3 separate regions of the Mus musculus genome follow, and regions 1 and 3 are each linked to region 2. A link is a contact called in public HiChIP or PLAC-seq and promoter capture Hi-C data. All regions are on one chromosome and are shown on one strand. The core of a region is the stretch at or near the end of the contact, and the rest is flanking DNA. Distances in the headings are between cores, read along the strand shown.

Evidence for each region. HiChIP or PLAC-seq counts read pairs in DNA pulled down with a chosen protein or histone mark. Capture Hi-C pulls out chosen DNA fragments and counts their contacts.
Region 1: a FOXA1 HiChIP or PLAC-seq map of pancreatic cancer cells shows a contact between it and region 2. The contact joins the enhancer-like site here to the promoter of Ogg1 in region 2. A contact is called at or near these places in 2 of 39 promoter capture datasets (embryonic stem cells and fetal liver), 3 of 115 datasets of contacts at active chromatin or transcription factors (effector CD8 T cells, embryonic stem cells and pancreatic cancer cells) and 2 of 9 other capture datasets (adipose tissue and liver).
Region 3: a promoter capture Hi-C map of adipose tissue shows a contact between it and region 2. The contact joins the promoter of Irak2 here to the promoter of Ogg1 in region 2. A contact is called at or near these places in 1 of 39 promoter capture datasets (erythroid cells), 1 of 115 datasets of contacts at active chromatin or transcription factors (pancreatic cancer cells) and 2 of 9 other capture datasets (adipose tissue and liver).

The regions. Positions count from the first base shown.
Region 1 is chr6:113,674,008-113,676,721 of GRCm38.p6, forward strand. Irak2 (interleukin-1 receptor-associated kinase 2) reads left to right here. Exons shown (of 13, transcript NM_172161.4): 7 at 1,624-1,738; 8 at 2,580-2,689. Among named protein-coding and RNA genes, the nearest start is that of Tatdn2, 22 kb to the right of the region's middle. Within about 2 kb of position 1,409, at least 63 of the 459 cell types and tissues checked have an H3K27ac peak or open chromatin away from gene starts, as enhancers often do. A contact at or near this core is called in pancreatic cancer cells, where this site is marked.
Region 2 is chr6:113,325,724-113,328,476 of GRCm38.p6, forward strand. It overlaps Ogg1 (8-oxoguanine DNA-glycosylase 1), which reads left to right and starts at 1,253. Exons shown (of 7, transcript NM_010957.4): 1 at 1,253-1,639; 2 at 2,642-2,753. The coding sequence starts at 1,503.
Region 3 is chr6:113,637,193-113,639,892 of GRCm38.p6, forward strand. Irak2 (interleukin-1 receptor-associated kinase 2) reads left to right here and starts at 1,275. Exons shown (of 13, transcript NM_172161.4): 1 at 1,275-1,449. The coding sequence starts at 1,356.

The DNA of each region.
Region 1 (2,714 bases), core at 159-2,658, 350 kb after region 2:
CTGGCTTATTTTATTTTTTAGAGACTAGGTTTTACTATGTAGCCTGGTTGGCTTGGAACTCTCTCTGTCGACCAGGCTGGCCTCAGACTCACAGAGATCCATCTGCCTCTGCCTTCTAAGTGCTGGATTAAAGGTGTGGGCCACTACAGTTGGCCTGGCTTTTATTATATTTTAAAATGGTTGAAACAAATCTAAAGGATAGCTCATGGTCCATGGATACAAGATGACATAAAATAAAGTTTTATTGGTATACGGCTGTGTTTTCCAGTGTTCACAGTGTCTATGACTCCTTCTGGGCTGAACACACAGTAGGGCACTTGCTGTAGTCTACAGTTTGTGGAGAACACATGTTTTCTAACTCACTCTTTATTCTACAAGCTGGCTGGAGATGTAGTCAAGCACAGATAAGGCCCTGAGTTCTAGTCCTAGCAACTCCCCATCCCACTGCCCCACCCCCCAATATTACAGGGGTAAAGTAAGAAAGCCTCCAATCTGTTCACTGCTGCGAGGTGTGGTCTTGTCACCCCAGCACTTGAAATGCTGAGGCAGGAAGGCTGCACACCAAAGGCTTCCCATCCCAGAGCTGACGGGAGCTTGGGGAGGGACGAGGACAGTCAGGGACTGAGACATGTCCTAGCTTTGTCACCATACCTAGCTAGTTTGTCATTTCTAAATGCCTTCTTCATAGGAGATAACACACATGAGTGTAAACATGTAGACACTCATTCAATGGAGATCAGACATGTGCCCTTGCTTCAACTCTGTGTTCTCATAGATAGGCTCAGTGGCTATTCCTCCACTCATTAGTTTAGTAGCCCAGGCTATACCAGGTTAGAGGGAGAGCTCACTTGAAACCAAGTAGCTCCTGCCTCCTAGTGCATGCAGGACGGACAGGCGTGCAAAGCTAGTGAATGAGACAGGTGTGAAGTAGGGCACGGGAACGCAGCATGACCTGGCACAAGGCCATCTGTAGTTGCCCTTCGAGGTAGCCTGGGCTGTGGCCACAAGAAGGAGATGGAAAACTGTGTGTAACGACTGTGTGATGGGGCTGGAGAGATGGCTCAGTGGTTAAGAGCACTGACTGTGCTTCTAGAGGTCCTGAGTTCAATTCCCAGCAACCACATGGTGGCTCATCACCATCTGTAATGGGATCCCATGCCCTCTTCTGGTGTGTCTGAAGACAGCAACAGTGTACTCACATACATGACACAAATAAATAGATCTTAAAAAAAAACAAAACAAAACAAAAACAGTGGGTGGTGATTAATGAGGCAAGAGGTTTCTGGGAGGCAGAAGAGAAGTGTCCTTTCCCAGGTAGACACGTGGATGGTTCACATGTGGAGCATGAGATGTGGCTAGAGTCATGAGGAGAGCCAAGAGGAGAAAGGTGACTCATAACCCTGAGGCGGGTGTGGTGGCCTCTAGCAGGTTCTTCATCTTTCAGCCTTTTCCCAGAAGTGGGTTGGGGATGGTGCCAGACTGCACAGCAGGGAAATAGGGTGAGGCCACCAGGGACCAGAGCCTGTGGCGGCTGGGAGGTAGCGGGTGGTCTGAGCCAGGAAGTGGGGTCTGCCTGTGGCTCTTGCTCTTTCATGCCTGACTGTGCACTTGTGCTGGGTTCAGATGCTGCCACGCGAACGTCCTACCTCTGCTGGGTTTCTGCACTGGAAGACAGTTCCACAGCCTCATCTACCCCTACATGGCAAATGGCTCTCTGCACGACAGACTCTGGGCTCAGGTAAACCAGTGGCTGTAGTCACAGGACGGAACAGATAGCTCTTGCCTAGGAGTCAAGTTAAGGACTTCAAAGAGTGTAAACTTTTTTGAAAGCTTATAAAAGCTTCAATATAGATATCAATGTATCCTTTATTTCATTTTATTTTTATTTATGATTTTTTTTGGGGGGGGGAGGACAAGATCACCAGTAGCCAGGTTAGCCTCAAACTTGCTATATGGTAGACAGTGACCTTGAAGTTCTGGTCCTCCTGTCTTTACTTCCTGAGTGCTAGGAGTACAAGCATGTGCTACCATGCCTGGTTTGTGCAGCGCTGGGGAATGAAGTCCAGGACCTGGATAGGAGCAGACAGCTTAAACTGAACTCTGTCCCCAACTGCTCTCCTAGTCTTTATAATGCTAAGATCAAATCCAGGACTTCCGGTCCATTTCATATCCAAGGAGACAAAAGCTCAGAGGCTTCAAGCGTCTTCCCAAAGTCACACAGCAGGAGTGTGTCTGATCTTGGAATTTCAAGTAGCTCTGTTTGATACAAATAATATCACCTCAGCCGGGCGTGGTGGCGCACGCCTTTAATCCCAGCACTCGGGAGGCAGAGGCAGGCGGATTTCTGAGTTTGAGGACAGCCAGGGCTAAACAGAGAAACCCTGTCTCGAAAAACAAAACAAACAAAATAATAATAATAATAATAATAATAATAATAATAATAATAATCACCTCAAGGTAGTACATCACACTGGCTGAGCCCCGTGACCAAGGATGGGTTCGAAGCAGTCCGAGAACAGACTATAAAGACTTTAGGATGGTTCAGGAGTGACCCTTTTTATACCTTCTCTTTCTCTTAGGGCAACTCAGACATGCTGCCCTGGCCACAGCGGGCCAGCATCTGCTCAGGGCTGCTTCTAGCCGTGGAGCACCTGCATAGCCTGGACATCATCCACAGCAATGTTAAGAGGTGAGAGGGCGGGCTGGAGAGATGG
Region 2 (2,753 bases), core at 3-2,502:
TGAAACTGAGACAAAAGACCCAGTTTGTTTGATGTTGGTTAATAGTGTTCTAGCAGGTGTGCTGTGCCTTTCTGTAGACACACACACACACACACTAATCAGCATCCAGCCCTGCCCTTGAGTCTGTAGTCCAATAATTTAGGCACAACCCGAAAATTTCTCTGCTTGATGGAAAATGCCCTAGTGTGTCAAACTAGTGTCCGAAGTTCATGTTTCTTTCTTTCTTTTTTTCTTTTCTTTTTTTGTTTGTTTTTGGAGACAGGGTTTCTCTGTGTTGCCCTGGCTGTCCTAGAACTCACTCTGTAGACCAGGCTGGCCTCAAACTCAGAAATCTGCCTGCCTCTGCCTCCCAAAGTGCTGGGATTAAAGTCATGCGCCATAACTGCCCGGCTGAAGTTCATATTTCTTAGCCTAAGCATTCTTTTTTTGTCTTAAAAAATTATAAATGATATAGTCCTTTTTGGAACAAGGTGGCTGGTGCTGGTTGTGTTGGTCCCTTAGGCTGCCTAGAGCCACACACTGGCATTTGGACGGAGTGAACTCCAAAGAAAGCCCATCTCTCCACGCTCGGACTGGAGCGGGTAGCTGTGCCGCAGGCTGTAGCCAGGGCGAGCAAACCTGAGACTGGCCTCTGAAGCCTGGGAAGCCCGAGATGGCGCATTCGGGGCCTCCTGACAAGACGTGGAGGGGACAGCGCTGAAAAATCACTGCCTCAGAAGAGGCTCGGTGGAGAAAGGCTTGAGCAGGGGAGGATGAGATTCTTTCGGTTTATTTCTTGAGACAGAGTCTCGCCATGAAGCCCAGCCTAGTTAAGCTTCAAACGTGCCTCCCGCCTCTGCCTACCGAGTTCTGGGACGACCGGTGTGTACCACTACGCCCCGCAATGATGTGGCTCCAGTGCGGGCCAGCACGAGAAGTTGCAGGCAGGCCCTGAGATTGCACCGAAAGCCCTGAAATGGCAGAGCCGGGTCTCTGGCAGCCAATCGCCAAGCAGCGAGGCCAGCAGGCCAACCGCTCCCACCTCACAGGCCCGCCCACTCCGGCACTCCCGAGTTCTCATTGGTGCTTCGTACTTTCTTCTCGGATTGGCTACCTCTAGGGTCAAATAAGCGGGAGCAAGGATCTACTTCCGGTGGGAGTAAACTGGGACCCGGAAGAACCATACTGGCGCGCCTTTCCAAACCTCGAGGGCTGCGCAGGAGGAGGAGGCGCGCGCCGGGAGGTCCTGGGGGCGGGGCCACGTCCGGAGGAAGAGGCGGGGCGTGCTGCACGGGAGAGCGGAGTGGGGCGTTTAGGGGTTTGGTGGTGTGCGAGAGGCTTTCCTACGAGGAGAGGGAAATTCATTCAACAGGGACTCAAATTAAAATTACACCGGACCCATAAGCTAGGACCCACGGTGCTACACTCCCGGTGTGTGTGGTCACTTGTGTGCGAGGCTTTAGGACTTGGGAAAGTCGAGTTCTGATTGGACAGTGCCGTAATGGGCTGGGGCTGCTAGCCGAATGTTATTCCGTTCCTGGCTGCCTAGCAGCATGAGACATCGCACCCTAAGCTCCAGCCCGGCCCTCTGGGCCTCTATCCCGTGTCCACGCTCTGAGCTGCGTCTGGACTTGGTTTTAGCTTCTGGACAGTCCTTCCGGTGAGTGACTGCACTTGGGAGGACTGTTCCCTAGGATGTTGACTTCTCAGTGCTGCCCACTCGGGATACAGAGAATGTTGGGAGCAATAGATGAGAGTACATTTTGGAGTCTAAGCACCGGTGGTTTGCCTTTTAACCTTCTTTAGGAAGTAGAGGTGATGACTGTGCAGGATTATGAGGACCATGCAATAAAAATCAGTGGGGGAAGCTGAGGGATGCACTCAGTAATAAGAGTGCTTGCTTTTCACGCACTTGGCTCTTGGTTCAATCCCCAGTACCGCTTCTTTTTTATTTTTAAGATGAAAACTACACCGGGGGTGGTGGCACACGCCTTTAATCCCAGCACTCGGGAGGCAGAGGCAGGTGGATTTCTGAGTTTGAGGCCAGCCTGGTCTACAAAGTGAGTTCCAGGACAGCCAGGGCTATACAGAGAAACCCTGTCTCGAAAAAACAAACAAACAAAAAGATGAAAACTAGCGGGGGGGGGGGGGGGGGCGGCTGGAGAGATGGCTCAGTGGTTAAGAGCACTGACTGCTCTTTTGGAGGTCCTGAGTTTAATTCCAAGCAACCATATGGTGGCTCACAACCATCCATAATGAGATCTGATGCCCTGTTCTGGTGTGTCTGAAGACAGGGACAGTGTCCTTACATATAAATAAATAAATAAATAAATAAATCTTAAAAAAGAAAGAAAGAAAGAAAACTAGCCGGGCAGTGGTGGCACATGCCTTTAATCCCAGCACTTGGCAGGCAGAGGCAGGCAGATTTCTGAGTTTGAGGCCAGCCTGGTCTACAGAGTGAGTTCCAGGTCAGCCAGGGCTACACAGAGAAACCCTGTCTCGGGGAAAAAGAAAGAAAAGAAAGAAAGAAAAAGAAAGAAGACATACCACTTTTATTTATAACTAATTAGTCAGTTTACAGGTGGGACATTTGTAAAACAGAAAGGACCTTAACGAGTTCAAGATGGGTAACGATGCTAGGGTTGTCTGTTGGGGTGCCCAGGTGGAAGGAGCAGAGCCCTGCTCACTGGAGTGGCGTGCTGGCAGATCAAGTATGGACACTGACTCAGACGGAGGACCAGCTCTATTGCACTGTGTACCGAGGAGACGACAGC
Region 3 (2,700 bases), core at 25-2,524, 310 kb after region 2:
TTTTTAAATTTATTTTACTTTGTGTGTACAAGTGTTTTGACTGCATGTATGTCTATACACCATGTGCATGCCTGGTCCCCAAGGACGTCAGAAGGTATCGGATCCCTTGGAACTAGAGATAGGGATTCTTGTGAGCTGCCACGTTGGTGTTAGGAACTGCTTTTCCAAAAGTAGTAAGGGCTCTCAACCACTGAACCACTTCTCCACCCCACCTCCTCAAATAGGAACTTTTTTTAAAAAAAAGATTTATTTATTTATTATATACAAGTACACTGTAGCTGTCTTCAGACACCCCAGAAGAGGGCATCAGATCTCATTACAGATGGTTGTGAGCCATGTGGTTGCTGGGATTTGAACTCAGGACTTCTGGAAGCACAGTGCTCTTAAATGCTGAGCCATCTCTCCAGCCCGAAATATGAATTTTTTTATTGACATGAAAACTATTTGTTATTGCCTTTTATTATTGTTTTTTTTTTTTTTCCGAGATAGGTTTCTCTGTGTAGCCCTGGCTGTTCTGGAACTCATTCTGTAGACCAGGCTGGCCACCAACTCAGAGATCCTACTGCCTCTGCCTCCTGAATGCTAGGATTAAATATGTTCACCACCAACTGCGAGTTTACTTTTTTTTTTTTTTTTTTTTGATTTTTCGAGACAGGGTTTGTCTATGTAGCCCTGGCTGTCCTAGAACTCACTTTGTAGACCAGGCTGGCCTCGAACTCAGAAATCCGCCTGCCTCTGCCTTCCGAGTGTTGGGATTAAAGGCGTGCGCCACCACGCCCGGCGCGAGTTTACTTTTTAATTTAAAAAAGTCTCACTTTGTAGTCCCTTTGGCCTGCCTTGGAACTCAGTGTGTGTGCAACCAGACTGGCTTCGAACTTGTGACTGTCCTCCAGCCTAAGAGCTGAGGTTACAGGTGTGTCACCTACCCAGATCACTTTTAAATTGTTCAGCACAAGGTTTGATTCGTTCCTTCTGTCCACACTGAAGGCAAAATCTCTTGGTTTTCTCCGCTTAAGTCTCTCCAGTACCTGTTATATGAGCGCATTTTAGGAGGCTGTGGAGGTCAAGTTAGCCAGCCTCAGGGAGTGCTTTGGAACTCTGGATTGTAGGATGCCTTTCCCAGGCCCTTGGTCTACTCCTGACACTGGTCCAGGGGTCGGGTGGCATGTGCTACTGAATGCCACTGGGAGGCGCTCGCTTGCCCGCTCTCGGCCATAGCTTGGGTGGAGCGTGACACCGCGCTTGGCCGCTCGGGGGAGCTTGCTCGCTTACCCAGTGGGGCCGCGGGCAGCGCCGCCCTTTACTAGGGAAGTCGCGGCCCTCCGCCACAGGCTCAGTCGCCAGGCAGTCTCGCCATGGCTTGCTACATCTACCAGCTGCCGTCCTGGGTGCTGGACGACCTGTGCCGCAATATCGACACGCTCAGTGAGTGGGACTGGATGCAGTTCGGTGAGTGACACTACTTACTCTGAGCCAGGACCCGAGATAGACAGACAGATCCACGCCCCCCCACCCCCACCCCGCCCCGTGTTACCTGAGGCCGGGGATTCCTGTGTAGAACGCTGCTGCTTTGCTTTACTTTGCAGAACGAGCTGGAGCTGCCTATGAAGTTGCTTATAGCCTAGGGTGGTCTGCTCACTATGTAGCTTCTTGGCGAGTTTTGGCTGTCTGTATGCTTGTAGAGCTGTTACCAGGGCTGTGATCTACCTTGCAGCCTGTGGTATCTGGGGCCACCCTCCTAACTTCCCTGAAACTTGCCTTAATCTATAAACTGCAGCTGACAAGGGTAGATTCTTTATACAGTTGTAAAAATAAAATAGTGTCAACCGGGCAGTGGTGGCGCACGACTTTAATCCCAGCACTTGGGAAGCAGAGACAGGTGGATTTCTGAGTTCGAGGCCAGCCTGGTCTACAGAGTGAGTTCCAGGACAGCCAGGGCTAAACAGAGAAACCCTGTCTCAAAAGACCAAAATAAATAAATAAATAAAATAAAATAAAATAAAATAGTGTCAAAGAATGTACCTTCCCTACCTTAGTGTCGTCATTCTGTGGCATATTTTCCATTCTTATTATTTTGAGACAGGGTCACCCAGTGTAGCCCTGGTACTTGCTTTGTAGATCAGGCTGGCCTGGAACTAACAGAGCTCTACCTGCCTCTCCTGCTGGAATACTGAGTTAAAGGTGTAGTCCACCATTCCTGGCTAGTCATTTATTTTTCTGCAGTGAGGGAACTTTGATCCTAGGGCCTCGTGCCTGTTAGAAAAGTCACACTACCACTGAGCCATAGTCCAGGTGACGTTCTTGGACTTTTGAGACCTGTTTTTCGTTTGTTTGTTTGTTTGTTGTTGTGTTTTTTAATGTAGCCCATGTTGCCTTGGAATTTGTCATTGTCCTGTCTCAGCCTCCTAAGTGTGGGATTATAAATTTGAATCTCTTGTATTTGTGGGGTAGGGGGTGGGGTGGGAAGGAATAAGGGGCTCATGTAGCTCAGGCTAGCCTTGGATGCCCTGGAACTTCTGACCCTCTCACTTCCATTTTGGAATACTGGGATTGCAGGCTCAGCTTATGTGGTGCTGGAGATGGAACCCAGGAAAGCACTATACACTAAGTGTGGAATAGCCCCGCTACCTTATTCCTGTAGGTCAAACGCACATAGGAACAGTGGGTAAAGGCAGTGTAACTGTTGCCACTTAATCTCCT